Regions from separate parts of the Mus musculus genome. Here all the other regions are linked to region 4. Evidence: chromatin contacts called from public promoter capture Hi-C data. All regions are on one chromosome and are shown on one strand. Each heading gives the region's core, a stretch centred on a gene start, on an enhancer-like site or on the middle of the called end of the contact. The rest is flanking DNA. Distances are from core to core; before and after follow the strand shown. Region 1 holds the start of Syt6 (synaptotagmin VI). Region 2 holds the start of Trim33 (tripartite motif-containing 33). Region 3 holds the start of Ppm1j (protein phosphatase 1J). Region 4 holds the start of Magi3 (membrane associated guanylate kinase, WW and PDZ domain containing 3).

Region 1 (3,105 bases), core at 503-3,002, 650 kb before region 4:
CAAGGCGCTTTGTTCTGCTAATGTTCCCAGGAAACTCGAGAGGAGGAGGGAGAAATCGCCGCGGAGTGAGAGTTGCCATAAACACCAGCAGAGAGCAGCTCTCCATTTGTGTTTTACATAAACACAAAACCCCCGCTTGGGAAGCTGCTAATGAGAGTGTTGCCTGGGGCCTCGGAACTCCGAACTCTCCTCGGGGCTGAAATCTACATTGGTGATGGAGGGGAGGATATCGGGCGTCTGGGTTCCTCAGGTGGGTGGAAGGCAAGTGGAGAGGCAGAAGCTTACCTGTTGTTGGAACAGCAATCCAGCACCACTGCCTGGAAGGTGGTCTGGATTGAACCATGGATCAAGCCGTCCTCAGTCCCTTCCGCTCAAGTTCCCACACTTCTCTATGGCAGGCTCTAGGGACCCGGGTGGAAGCTGCGAACCCGCTATAATAGCCCCTCCCCACTCTTCCCTAACACAGCGCGCACAAGCTGATTATACCAACCGAATCTTCAGCACCGCGGACAGGGACACTGCGCCTGTTAGGAGAACCTCCAGGCTGAGAGAAGAGGTCTCTTAGGTTGAGGCCTTTCTCTTGCTACCCTGGGCACTGTCTGTCTCGTGTTTGCAACTATAAGGGCCAGTTGATGCGGCTGGTACAGATGGTGCATGGTGGTGATCGTCTGGAGCTACCGCTCCAAATCTCCTCTCTCTGGAACCTGAGTCGCAGCCCAAGCCACCTCCAATTAACGTGTATTCGGAGGAAGGACCCTCCTCCCTGACCACTCTCACTTGCACACACCAGCCCCGTAGCTGCAGGTGCAGGGGCTCCAGCTAAAGTTTCTTTCCCAGATCCTACTTCGGAAAGGCAACACAATGATGATAGGTGAAGGGTGGGAGTCTACTGTGATAGGGCCTTAAGGGAGTCGCTCTCCTGTCTGTTAGCAATGGCTCCTAGATTTCCAGGCCTGGGTGAAAGCATCCCGAAACTAACAGCCACCCTGCTTCTGAGTCTCACTTCACAGTTCCTGAGGGGAGCTCCTTTTACAGTCTAGCCTCCTATTTAGATTTCCGTCTTTTTGGTCCTTGTTATATATGCTTCATACAAAAATATATTATTTATGGTGGGTTTGGTCTGATGCGTGGAGGTGGGTCTGGTGGGAACCGAACCCCTTTCTGAAATGCTCCCCACTCCTATTCAGAAACTTTCTCCTCCTGTTGCCATGGAGAGAGACGGCCGCTGCCTCCAGTCGCCATAGCAACGTGCGGGTGCCTCGGACCGCAAGATTGCGGGGCTCTGAAAGTCTTCTTTACAGTTCCCCTCGCTCTGCCGTCTTGGGGTCTTATATCTCCGAAGCCCAGACCCGGAAAGTCTGGCTAACTTCTCCTGTTAACTCTCTTTGCAGGGTCCTCCCGCCATACAGTCAGACCACTCCTTTTTATGTTGTGTTATTGCGATGCCCACTTGTTTGGCATGTGGCAGTTTCCCCAACGTTTTCACAAGCACTACCTATATATTCCCAGGGAGCTCATAGAGCACCAGTAATTATTACACCTCGTTTACGAAATGGAAAACTGAGTCCCAGAAAGGCCCAAGGTCATATCCGCAGTGAGGACTCAGTTGGCCTTGATCCTGCATGATGTGGGACAGCGGGGTTGGAACCTGCCCGGACTCAGGCAAGTCCCTGAGTGTGGAGGGGGCGGCCGTGAGGCGCCAGACTTGCCAGCTGCCGCGGGATGCCACGTGAGGGGCGGGGACCCTGCGGGGAAGTGATTAAAAGCAGAGCGGAGCCTCAGGGGGCCGCTGCGGGGAGGGTCTTCTTGGGGCCTTCTTACCCCGCCCCAGTCCGGCCGCGGCTGGAGTTCGAGCCACTACTCCGCTGGCCTGAGTGTCCGGGGCATGAGCGGGGTTTGGGGGGCCGGAGGGCCTCGGTGCCAGGCGGCGCTCGCGGTCCTGGCTTCTCTGTGCCGGGCCCGGCCGCCCCCTCTCGGGCTGGACGTTGAGACTTGTCGGAGCTTCGAGCTGCAGTCCCCGGAGCAGAGTCCAAGCGCGGCAGACTCAGGTACTGGGAGACCCAGGTCCCTCTCCACTCCTGGATTTCTCTTCTCAGTGGCCTCCCCTGCCCAAGGTACCAGCCCAAGGGCCCCAGAACCTCAGAAGTCTAGCTCGGAGTCCCAGTCTGGGTCAGTTCCCTGGCTCACCGCCCGCAGGGAGAGATTCGAAGAGGACCTGAGAGGAGAGAACCCTTCTCCTTCCAGGTCACTAATTATGAGAGCCCGGAGATGCGGCATCCTTGGGGCCTCAGTTTCCCTTGTGTCTTGGGCTCATCCCAGGAGCGATTGGCCAGGGTGAGGGGAATGGAGACGTCCTGGGCACGGAGGAAAGCTGTGTTTCAGGGGGTGGGGGGCTGTCCAGGGTTCAGGATCTAGGATCCAGGGCTCATTAGTGACTGGGTAAAGGCTGGCGGTGCCACTGGGCTTGGGAAAAACTTGCGCCTGCAGCTGGCACGCGGTCTTTGTGTCCAGGTTTCTCAGCAGCGAGTGGCTGTCTGCGTCTCGCCGGGGGGGAGGGGGGACGGGGGGCGGGGTGGGGAGAGTGTCGTGGCGTACCCCCACCCCCACCCGGCACCCCTATAACTCGCTTCCTCGGTCTCTCTCTGACTCACTCGGACTCCGGGCGGGTGTTCAACTGAGCCGGTGCCTCTCACCGACTTTGCCAGGCGGGAACCTCCTGCCCCGGCCCCGCGGACCCTGCGCCGGACGCAACCCCGGCAGCCGCCAAGTCTAGGCGGCAGCCCGAGCCGAGTCCAGCTCCTGAGCCCGGGTGAGTCCTGAGCCCGAGCCCCTCGGGGACCCGGTCCTGCGTGCAGCCGCGACGTCTCGCGGGAGTCGCGACAAGAGGGGTGGCGTGTCGCGCCCTGGCGGCGGGAGCCGCGGGAGTGTCCGCGGCGTGACAGCCGACCGGCCCGGGTATGTACCTGCTGCACCAGTCTTTGCCGCCAAGCTCTCCTGCTGCAGCGGGATCCTTTGTCCCGCAATTAGGAGGGTACAGGACAGAGGAAGTATGGGTCGTGTCCCCTCGGAGGGAAGGGCCCGGGGGCAGCCTGCGGCCCGGAGCGA
Region 2 (2,927 bases), core at 237-2,736, 940 kb before region 4:
CGTGGTCCTGGAAATACAGAAAAGCTGGTAGATAATGATTAGATGCAGAAATCCTGTTCTCTTTGATACTTGTGGTTTTTGAACTTAGTGACAAAGCATATGGAAGTTAATGTGTTCTTTGCATACCTTTGCACACCTCAGTGACATACTTCCTCCTGATACTTTCAAGCCGTTCTGCTCCCAGGTGACCAACCATTTAAATAAATGAAACTATGGAGGCCATTCTTTGTTTTTGTTTTTTCTTTTGGTTATTTTGAGACAGGGTTTCTCTGTGTAGTCCTGGCTGTCCTGGAACTCACTTTGTAGACCAGGCTGGCCTCGAACTCAGAAATCCACCTGCCTCTGCCTCCTGAGTGCTGGGATTAAAGGCGTGGGCCACCAGGCCTGGCCACATGGAGGCCATTTTTATTCAAACGACCACAAGTGTTATCTCCTATTTTTCCTTTCCTTGTTGAAGCCATTCCTCTCACACTAATTCCAGGGTCTCTGTTTGCCTTAGGCCCTTTGTTTTTTGCCACCTGCTCCTGTCTGGAATACTCTTGTGCAAGCCAGGTTTCTTCACCTTATCAGCAGAGCCCTTGCTCAATCAGCACAAATCCTTTACACTCGCCTTATTTTTACTCCAAAGCATTTATCATTTCCCCCGACATACTCTCCATGTTCATCCTCTAAACTGTCAACTTCTTGAAGGCAGAGAGTTTCTTTGTTCTCCTGCAGGAACCCCAACGTTTCTATCTTAACACGAAAGTCAGAAGAGATTTTGAAGGAATTGATGAAAAACGCTTTTCTGTGAATTTAAAAACTCACCCAAATAAATTTCCTGTATAACTACGGTCTAGGACGGGCTTGTGAGACTCACATTAAAACAGCTGTTGCACTTACATCATTTCCCCTCCCCCATTTCTTTTTGGAGGCAAGGTCTCCCTATGAAGCCTGATGCTTAAGCTGGCCAGGAACTCAGCAGTCTCCCTGCAGGTGACTACAGGTGGGCACTATATCAAGTTACACTTGTTCTGGCAGCACTGGCTAAATGAAGGTCTGATGGCAGCCTGAGGCGGAGAGGCCCGATACCAACAAAACAAAACCCTTTCATAAAGCTTCTAAGATTGAGGTGGTGAGGACAGTCAGCTGGCCCACCCGGGGACGCCGAGTGAGATTCTCGGGATATAATATTGGTTAGAAACATGGTCTCCCAAACTGGCACATCAGCCGCAGGGACTTTTCAACATTCATCTGGTTTTCAACTTCCTGATTCTGTTTTGGGGTGTGGCCCTGGCATCTCTGTTTAGAAAAAAGCTCATTTGATTGGCTTTCAGGTATGTAGCAACGTTGGAGAATCACCTTAAGAAGCTAAAAATAGCTATTAGAAGACTTCTGTCTCACCGCAGGAGCCTATATCTGGAGACTTTTGGGGTGTGTGTGTACGTGGTGGGGGGAACTCTGCGCAGCCGCTCTCGGGTGTCACAGCCCTCTAGAGAACGCGGTCCAGCAACACCCAGCGAAGACCCAGGTGGTCCGCACCTCCTCGGTAGGAGGCCTCCGCGACCAAGCGCGCGACAGGTGAAGCTTCCGCGGTGGCGCGCCCGTCGCTGGGGATGGCGTCGCCGTGGAGACGCTCGCTCGGGGGCGAACGCAAGCCGGCCTCCTACTCCTGCATGTTTTCCCTCCCTTCTTCCCGCACCACCGCGGCTTCGGCGCTAGCAGCCACATCATAGAGACCCAGTTCCACCAGCTCCTACCGAGCTACACAACTCCAGCCGGGTGGCAACAGACCACACCGAGGCGCGGAGCTGCATCGCGGTCTGTCCCGCGAGCGCGCGCGGCCGGAGTTCCCGCCTCCCTCCGGAGGACGTCGGTGCGTACGTGCGCGTGCCCACCCCTCCCGCCCCGCGACGCGAGGGCGGGGGCGCCGCGTGCGCGCGCGCTCTCGTGCGTTCGCTCGCTCGCTCGCTCGCTACTTCGCTCGCTCTCGGCGGCCGCTCTTGCTGTGGCTGCGGCTGAGGCTGGGGGCGGCGGCGGCGGCGCGAGCGGCGGGCGGCGCGGGGCGGTCCGGCGGGTTCAAAGAGGAAAACATGGCGGAAAACAAAGGCGGCGGTGAGGCAGAGAGTGGCGGCGGGGGCAGCGGTAGCGCGCCGGTAACCGCCGGGGCCGCCGGGCCCACGGCGCAGGAGGCGGAGCCGCCTCTCGCCGCGGTGCTGGTGGAGGAGGAGGAGGAGGAAGGCGGCAGGGCTGGCGCGGAGGGCGGTGCGGCTGGGCCCGACGACGGGGGGGTGGCCGCGGCCTCCTCAAGCTCGGCCCCGGCCGCCTCGGTCCCCGCGGCCTCAGTGGGCTCCGCGGTCCCCGGAGGCGCGGCATCGACGCCGGCTCCAGCTGCTGCCCCAGCCCCGGCCCCGGCCCCGGCCCCGGCCCCGGCCCCCGCTCCCGCCCCGGCTCCTGGTTCCTCGTCGGGGCCACCTCTCGGACCACCAGCCTCGCTTCTGGACACCTGCGCGGTGTGTCAGCAGAGCTTGCAGAGCCGGCGCGAGGCGGAGCCCAAGCTGCTCCCCTGCCTGCACTCCTTCTGCCTGCGCTGTCTGCCGGAGCCGGAGCGCCAGCTCAGCGTGCCCATCCCTGGGGGCAGCAACGGTGACGTCCAGCAAGGTGAGCAGCAGGCCGCACCCGGGAGAATCTGGTGTGGCGGCTTGGGGTGCCGAGGGTGCTCGGACGGTGCAGTGCAGAGAGGTCTCCGAGACGAAAGCTACGGCCCCGGGGACGGTTACCAGAGAAGCTGCACCGCCGGAGATATGGGGAGAGAGAAGGGAGGGGTGCCGGCTGCGAGGGGCTGGGGGAGGGGATGCTGAGAGGGAGGTTTGAGGCGCTTCTGCAGAGGGTGGACTAAAGAGACAGAAAAGGGGTGTACCGAACCCTCCGTGAGAAGTGAGTTGGGG
Region 3 (2,753 bases), core at 40-2,539, 560 kb after region 4:
ATTACAGCAAGTTTGTACTTTGAATGACCACTGTGTAATTTTTATTTAGAAGTGGTCGAGAAAGGCGGCACAGGTTAGCCCAGGATATGAACAGGATGCACATAGCTGGGTGCCTTGAGGTGGAGTCTCAGCTAAGAACAGGGAGTCGTGGTTCCCTCAAGGAAGGGCCTTGACTTCTGCTAAACTGTGTGTTGGGGATAGATGAAGGAGTGGATAGTGATCAACTCTCTAAGCCCAAGTATAAGGACAGAATTCTTTCTGAATCGGGTCAGTAATCCTTCCCTAGAGAGAAGACAGAGAAAAACAGCCCCTCTGTGTGAATCGTAGTGGGCTTTCCTGCGACCCACACACGCTTTTGGCCTGGCCTTTGTCTCCCCCTGGCGGTAGCCAGAGAACTTGCTCAGCATTGCTTTTCTGCTTGCAACCTCAGGGTGGAAATTTAGGAGTCCCGCTCCCCTCTGGGCCTTTTTCCTAGTCCAGAGAAGCCAGTATCTGTAGCAGGTTCTGACATGGGTATGAATCTCTAAGTGACTGCGTGAATCTTAGGCAAGTCTATAAAAGAACAGGAGACTGTCTACTCCTACTTCATCTGTAAAATGGGTGTAGCTTACCTTGCATCGTTTTGTATAGTGATCTAACAACTAGACCGTGCCTTATAGAGGGCCCAGTGTGGAGCAAGCCCTCAATAATCATATTTATTTACTATGTCGTTAACCTTACTAACTGGCCAGCAGACGTCTAAATATGGAGGTACGGTTCTGAGAAAGTGGGATGGAAGTGACAATTGTTCTTTCGAACGTGGAGGTGACCTTTAGGAAGAATAGTGCCTTCAGGCTGCCTGGCCTGGTTAGCACCGCGACTAGCACCAGTTCTCTCTGCTCTCGACTCTGCAGCCCTAACCCAAAGTGTTGTCACACCAAACCCTTCACACCCAAGAGGATGTTTCGCTCTGAAGTCATCAGCTCTATAATTCTCCATTCTGGCTGGCCCACCCCCAACCGAGCGCGAGGAGGCTGCCTCGCCCACCCTCGTCATAATGGGCAAATTCTAGCGGATTAAATCTAGCGGATGTCTAACCTACAGCATGGTTGAAATATTTCCTTCGTTCCGCTTCTTTCCCACAATAGACCCTTCCCCTTTGACACTCAGGCGGGACAAAGCAGGGATGCGGAGGCGAGGAGCGGGTGGAGCAGTTCCCGGGTAGCCTGGAGCCTGGGGAAGTTTGTTAAGGACCAGGAGTGGGCACCGCCCACCTGGAACCCTAGGGGCGGGGCCTCTCAGGGGGCGGGCCCACGGTCGAGGGCGGGGCACGGAGGCAGCATGCTAAACCGGGTGCGCTCAGCCGTGGCGCACCTGGTGAGCTCGGGTGGCACTTCTTCCCAGCGCTCCAAGTCCCCAGATCTGCCCAACGCTACCTCAGCGCCTCCCGCCGCCCAAGAAACACCTAAGAGTTCCCGGGAGAAGCCTGGGAACCAGGTCGGCGCGCCCCAGAAGACCGCGGAGACTACTGTGAGCTTCTCTCGACCCACCTTTCTGCAGCTGAGCCCCGGAGGGCTGCGGCGCGCCGACGACCACGCAGGCCGGGCTGTGCAAAGCCCCCCAGACACCGGCCGCCGCCTGCCCTGGAGCACAGGCTATGCCGAGTGAGCGCCCCGGGGCTCCCAGACGAGGATGGGACTCCCATTCTCCCGGGAGACGCATCCCGGCTTCAGGAACCATCCCAGGAACCTGCACCCCTCCCAGACATCCCCCGGACGGGGTGCAAATTCCACGACCTTCTTCAGGACCTTGTTCACCCTGCCCCTCGTCGACTCAGGACAGTCCCCACCCAGGGAGGGCGCAGGGAGCACCGCCGAGGATGAGTTGGCGGGTTCCAAGTCGCGGCCCGCGGTTCACAGGCTAGGGGAGGGGAGGTTTGAGAAGGACTAGTTCCTTTTGCCAGGGAGATCGCGGGTGGAAAGACTCGCTCATCCGCTTCCTGGCCCCAGCTCCCCAGTTCCCTGTCCTTCTTACCGGTCCCCTCCCCCTCCACACCCAGAAATAGCCCGCGACACCAGAAGGCCTCTGGCTTCCCGGGCGGGGGAGGGGTCCGCCCGCAGAGCACGACGGTTCCCTTTGGTTATGGGTGTGTAGACAGATAGGTGCCGGTAGAGATCAGCGTACTCTCAGAACCTGTATATTTTAAAATCATCTTCGGGGAAAGCCAAGCCAAGCCACCAGGGGAATGGGGGCACTGAGGTCGTGGAAGGAGGTGGTGGGTAGCCCCGCACCTCCTCATTAGCTTCTCCGTTGGAAGGGGTTTGTAGCTAAGAGATTCCTGCCCAGTCCAGGTGGGTCTACATACCCTATTTGGGCCGGAGCGCTTACCCACTCTTAAGAAAAACCGGAACTTTCACTGGGTCGTTTTAGGATGAGGGTTAATGTGTGCATGAAGGTGAAGGTGCCATGAATCACTGTCTGAGCTGGTTGAGACTGGAGGTGGGGTGTAGTATTTTGACCAGCAGGGGAGTAAAATTTACTGTTCCTGTTTGGCCACTCCCACCCCCACCCCCAGCACCACCTTCCGGAAAGTCTCCTTAGCCAAGGATGGAGGAACTGAGGCAGGCAGTTACTGTTGCGGGCCTTTCTATGAGGCTGTACGTTCTGCCGCCAGACAGTACTTCTTGCTGGCCCTGCCTTCTCCTCTTCCCTCTGGCTTGGAGCCCAGGCAGCTGTGACCTTTTTCAGCTTGGCCAGCGAGCAGGAGAGGATGT
Region 4 (2,910 bases), core at 41-2,540:
TCCAGACGACACAACAGCTCCACTGCCTCATACCACACACTGTACCTCACTGGGACTCAGACACCTGAGCCACCTAGACCCACAGAGTGGGACTGTCAGCTCCCAGACGTCTGCGGTCGTGCACGACGCACTGGGCCAGCTGAGCCCTCCCAGGAGCTTTCAGTGGTAACCTCGGCCCTCGATCCGGCGCCGAGTCTCCATAGTAAAGCCCTTTCTCCCCGTTAGAAGACGCAAATACGTTCCAAAGAAAAGATTATCATCATAGGACTGTTTCCACAAAGGGGAGAAGAAAAGAGATGGCTCTTCTCTAGGCAAATAAAAATAAAAATAAAAACTCTTGATGCGGTGGGAGACCGAGCTGGATTAGGAAAGCCAGCTCCTAGTGCCAATTCCCTGACAGCCTACACAGCTGTCGGTTCACCCGAGCTCAGTTTTACTAGCCGCAAAATGGGAAACCCCGGCGCCGCCCCCTCCCCCCTCCTCCCCGGGGAGTCGGACCAGGACCCGGGTCCCCAAGGCGACCACACACCTGGCTTCACCGTCTTCAGACGGATGGGCTCGCGGAAGTGGCGGATGACAGCCAGAGTGTCCCGGTTGGTGAGCCCACTGACCGGCGTCCCGTTCACCTCCAACAGCACATCGCCCGGACTGGGCGCCTTGCCCGAGACCACGCAGCAGGTGCCTCCGCCGCCGCCAGCCTCGTCGCGGAGCCGCCCCAGGTAAGGGAACTCGCCGCGCTCGGCGCCGCCGCGGATCTCGGCGCCCAAGTCGCCCGGGGGCCCGGCCCAGGATACCGCACACTCCTGCACCTTGCTGAGCCAGTGCTTCTTCTTCTTCAACGTCTTCGACATCCCGACCTCCGCTGCACCATGGGGAGCCCCCGCGCGGGCGGCCGCGGTGCCGCTCCGGGCCCCGCGCACAGCCCGGCCAGAGGGGCGCCGCCGTCGACCCCCCGCCTCAGCCCGCCGGCCGCGCGCCGCCGCGAGCCGCCCCTCTCGCGGGCCGCTGAGGAGAGCCGGAGGGAGCGCGCGCCCCGCGGGCGGCGCCGGCGGGGTCTCCGGGCGGGGTCAGCGCCGACGGCCGGGACTCGGCGCCCGCGCGGCGGGAAAGGCTGAGGCAAAGGGGCGGGAGCTGAGGGAGCGGCTGGAACCGAGGCTCGTATCGGTACGCGCGCACCGAGCTTAGTCGCTCGCTGGAGCGCGGCTGCTGCGGAGCCGGAGCGCCGAGACCAACGCCTGCCCCAGCTGCCAGGAAACTGGCGCTTTCAAACCCGCCGCAACCTCCTCCCCGCTCGGCCCCTCCCCCGCCCTCGCCGGCCCGGCCCCGCCCCCTCCCGCAGCGCAGCGCCCGGCGCGTTGCCGTCACCAGCTCTGCTCCGGAGGACCCGCCCAGTTCTCGGCTCCGCACCGTGGATTGGGTTCTGGCAGCTGGGGGCGGCCCTCGGCGGGCATGCTGATTTCTGATTGGGTGGTCTAAGTAGAGGAGGCGGGCACTAGAATGACTGAAGTTTAGAGAGGGAGGAAAAAAGAAGTTTAGAGTGTGAGGGAGGGAGAAGGGGGAGGGAAAAGAGAGGGTTGGTCTGGGAGCGGGCACAGGTCGCCTAGAGGGGAGAGGCCCTCCAGCCAGGGGCTGGAGCCAAGGGAAACTCAAACACTGAAAGGACCCTGGTCCCCAAGGTGGGGCGTGCCCAGCTGGGCAGGGGGCGGGGCCTCGGAGCTGGAGCCCGAAGGCGATCCTGGGAGTGCTTTGCCTGGATCCTGGGAGTCCAGTGCCCAGCTACTCCGAACGGTGGAGCCACTAAATGGGCCTGTTAAGGCTGAAACGGATTCTACGGGTTTGAATTTGTTAATTCGTTCAATGAATGTTCTTAAATGATCCATTGGCGAAATCCTGTTAATTGAGGGTAAAATACAGTCCAGTGCTCGAATGCTGTGTGATCTCGGGCAAGTTAGACAGCCTGTCGGAAACAAGCTGAGAGTGAAGATCATTAATTACACTAGCTACTGAACTCCAAGAATGAAGAAAACAGTGATCCTGCTCTCGAGGAGACTGCAGCTTAGCGAGAGAGACTGACTAGAAGATCATTTGAGGAAAGCGGGAAGGAGATGGATTAAAAAACAACCTGGTGCCTGCGGAGCTAAGTCCTGACACTGGTGGCTTGACCTTGACCAGATCTCTGCTTCGCGTCTGCTTGTTTGTAAGAAGGTGGAAGAAGTGACTCAGAACAAGGGAGACCTCAGATCTCTCCCAGCTCTAATTTTTCAGAAACACTTAAGCTTTTTTTCTTCCTTCATTGAACGCGTGCTTTCTCGTCTTTGGAATGCCCTCTGTTCGTAAATGTTTCACCTCATCCAAATAGTCGTCCAGTATTTCTTGGAAAGTGTTTTCTCTGAACTGGGGCACTTGTCTCACTTTTGTGACAGGGCATGTCTTCTGACTCCCTTTAATGATAGCCCTTATTTTAAACTCCGAGGAGCTCTACAAACTAGATCAAGCTTCAGACAGCTACAGTGATTTCCTTCACACCATTGAACTGGGGAAATAAAAACACTAAATGTGGGCTGGACTCAAGAAACAATAAGGGAAGTGGAGCCCTGGAGCTGCAGGCTTGGGACCTGCCAGGCAGAGACAGGACCTTTATCTACACCCTGATGGAGAGATTGCCAGACTGTAACCTTCAGTCCTTGATTGTCTGCTGAGCAGTCACCCAAGAGAGAAACTACATTTCTTTAATACCACCCTCCATCCTGCTGAGGCTCCCTCTGGCCAAGTGGATTGGAAGCCAGATGGCCTTCACACTTATGATGGGGGTAGAGAAAGCCCAGCGTCTGGAACCCAATGGAGTAAATACTTTTCACAGGCATCATGTGGATCATTCAAATAGACCAACATCTGAAATTTAAAAAAAAA

Evidence for each region. Promoter capture Hi-C pulls out the DNA fragments that hold promoters and counts their contacts.
Region 1: a promoter capture Hi-C map of stem cell-derived epiblast-like cells shows a contact between it and region 4, with 2.8 times the contacts expected there. The contact joins the promoter of Syt6 here to the promoter of Magi3 in region 4.
Region 2: a contact with region 4 is called in a promoter capture Hi-C map of pre-B cells, with 2.9 times the contacts expected there. The contact joins the promoter of Trim33 here to the promoter of Magi3 in region 4. A contact is called at or near these places in 4 of 39 promoter capture datasets (the C10 cell line, cranial neural crest, liver and 1 more), 1 of 484 Hi-C or Micro-C datasets (pre-B cells), 1 of 115 datasets of contacts at active chromatin or transcription factors (extraembryonic endoderm stem cells) and 2 of 9 other capture datasets (adipose tissue and liver).
Region 3: a promoter capture Hi-C map of pre-B cells shows a contact between it and region 4, with 2.4 times the contacts expected there. The contact joins the promoter of Ppm1j here to the promoter of Magi3 in region 4. A contact is called at or near these places in 4 of 39 promoter capture datasets (hippocampal neurons, liver, pre-B cells and 1 more), 4 of 484 Hi-C or Micro-C datasets (CD8 T cells, embryonic stem cells and muscle stem cells), 2 of 115 datasets of contacts at active chromatin or transcription factors (memory CD8 T cells and pancreatic cancer cells) and 1 of 9 other capture datasets (liver).

What each region holds. Positions count from the first base shown.
Region 1 is chr3:103,573,493-103,576,597 of GRCm38.p6, forward strand. It overlaps Syt6 (synaptotagmin VI), which reads left to right and starts at 1,753. Exons shown (of 8, transcript NM_018800.5): 1 at 1,753-2,048. The coding sequence starts at 1,886.
Region 2 is chr3:103,277,807-103,280,733 of GRCm38.p6, forward strand. Trim33 (tripartite motif-containing 33) reads left to right here and starts at 1,487. Exons shown (of 20, transcript NM_053170.3): 1 at 1,487-2,640. The coding sequence starts at 2,073.
Region 3 is chr3:104,779,767-104,782,519 of GRCm38.p6, forward strand. Ppm1j (protein phosphatase 1J) reads left to right here and starts at 1,290. Exons shown (of 10, transcript NM_027982.2): 1 at 1,290-1,643. The coding sequence starts at 1,321.
Region 4 is chr3:104,219,116-104,222,025 of GRCm38.p6, forward strand. It overlaps Magi3 (membrane associated guanylate kinase, WW and PDZ domain containing 3), which reads right to left and starts at 1,291. Exons shown (of 21, transcript NM_001159354.1): 1 at 530-1,291. The coding sequence starts at 851.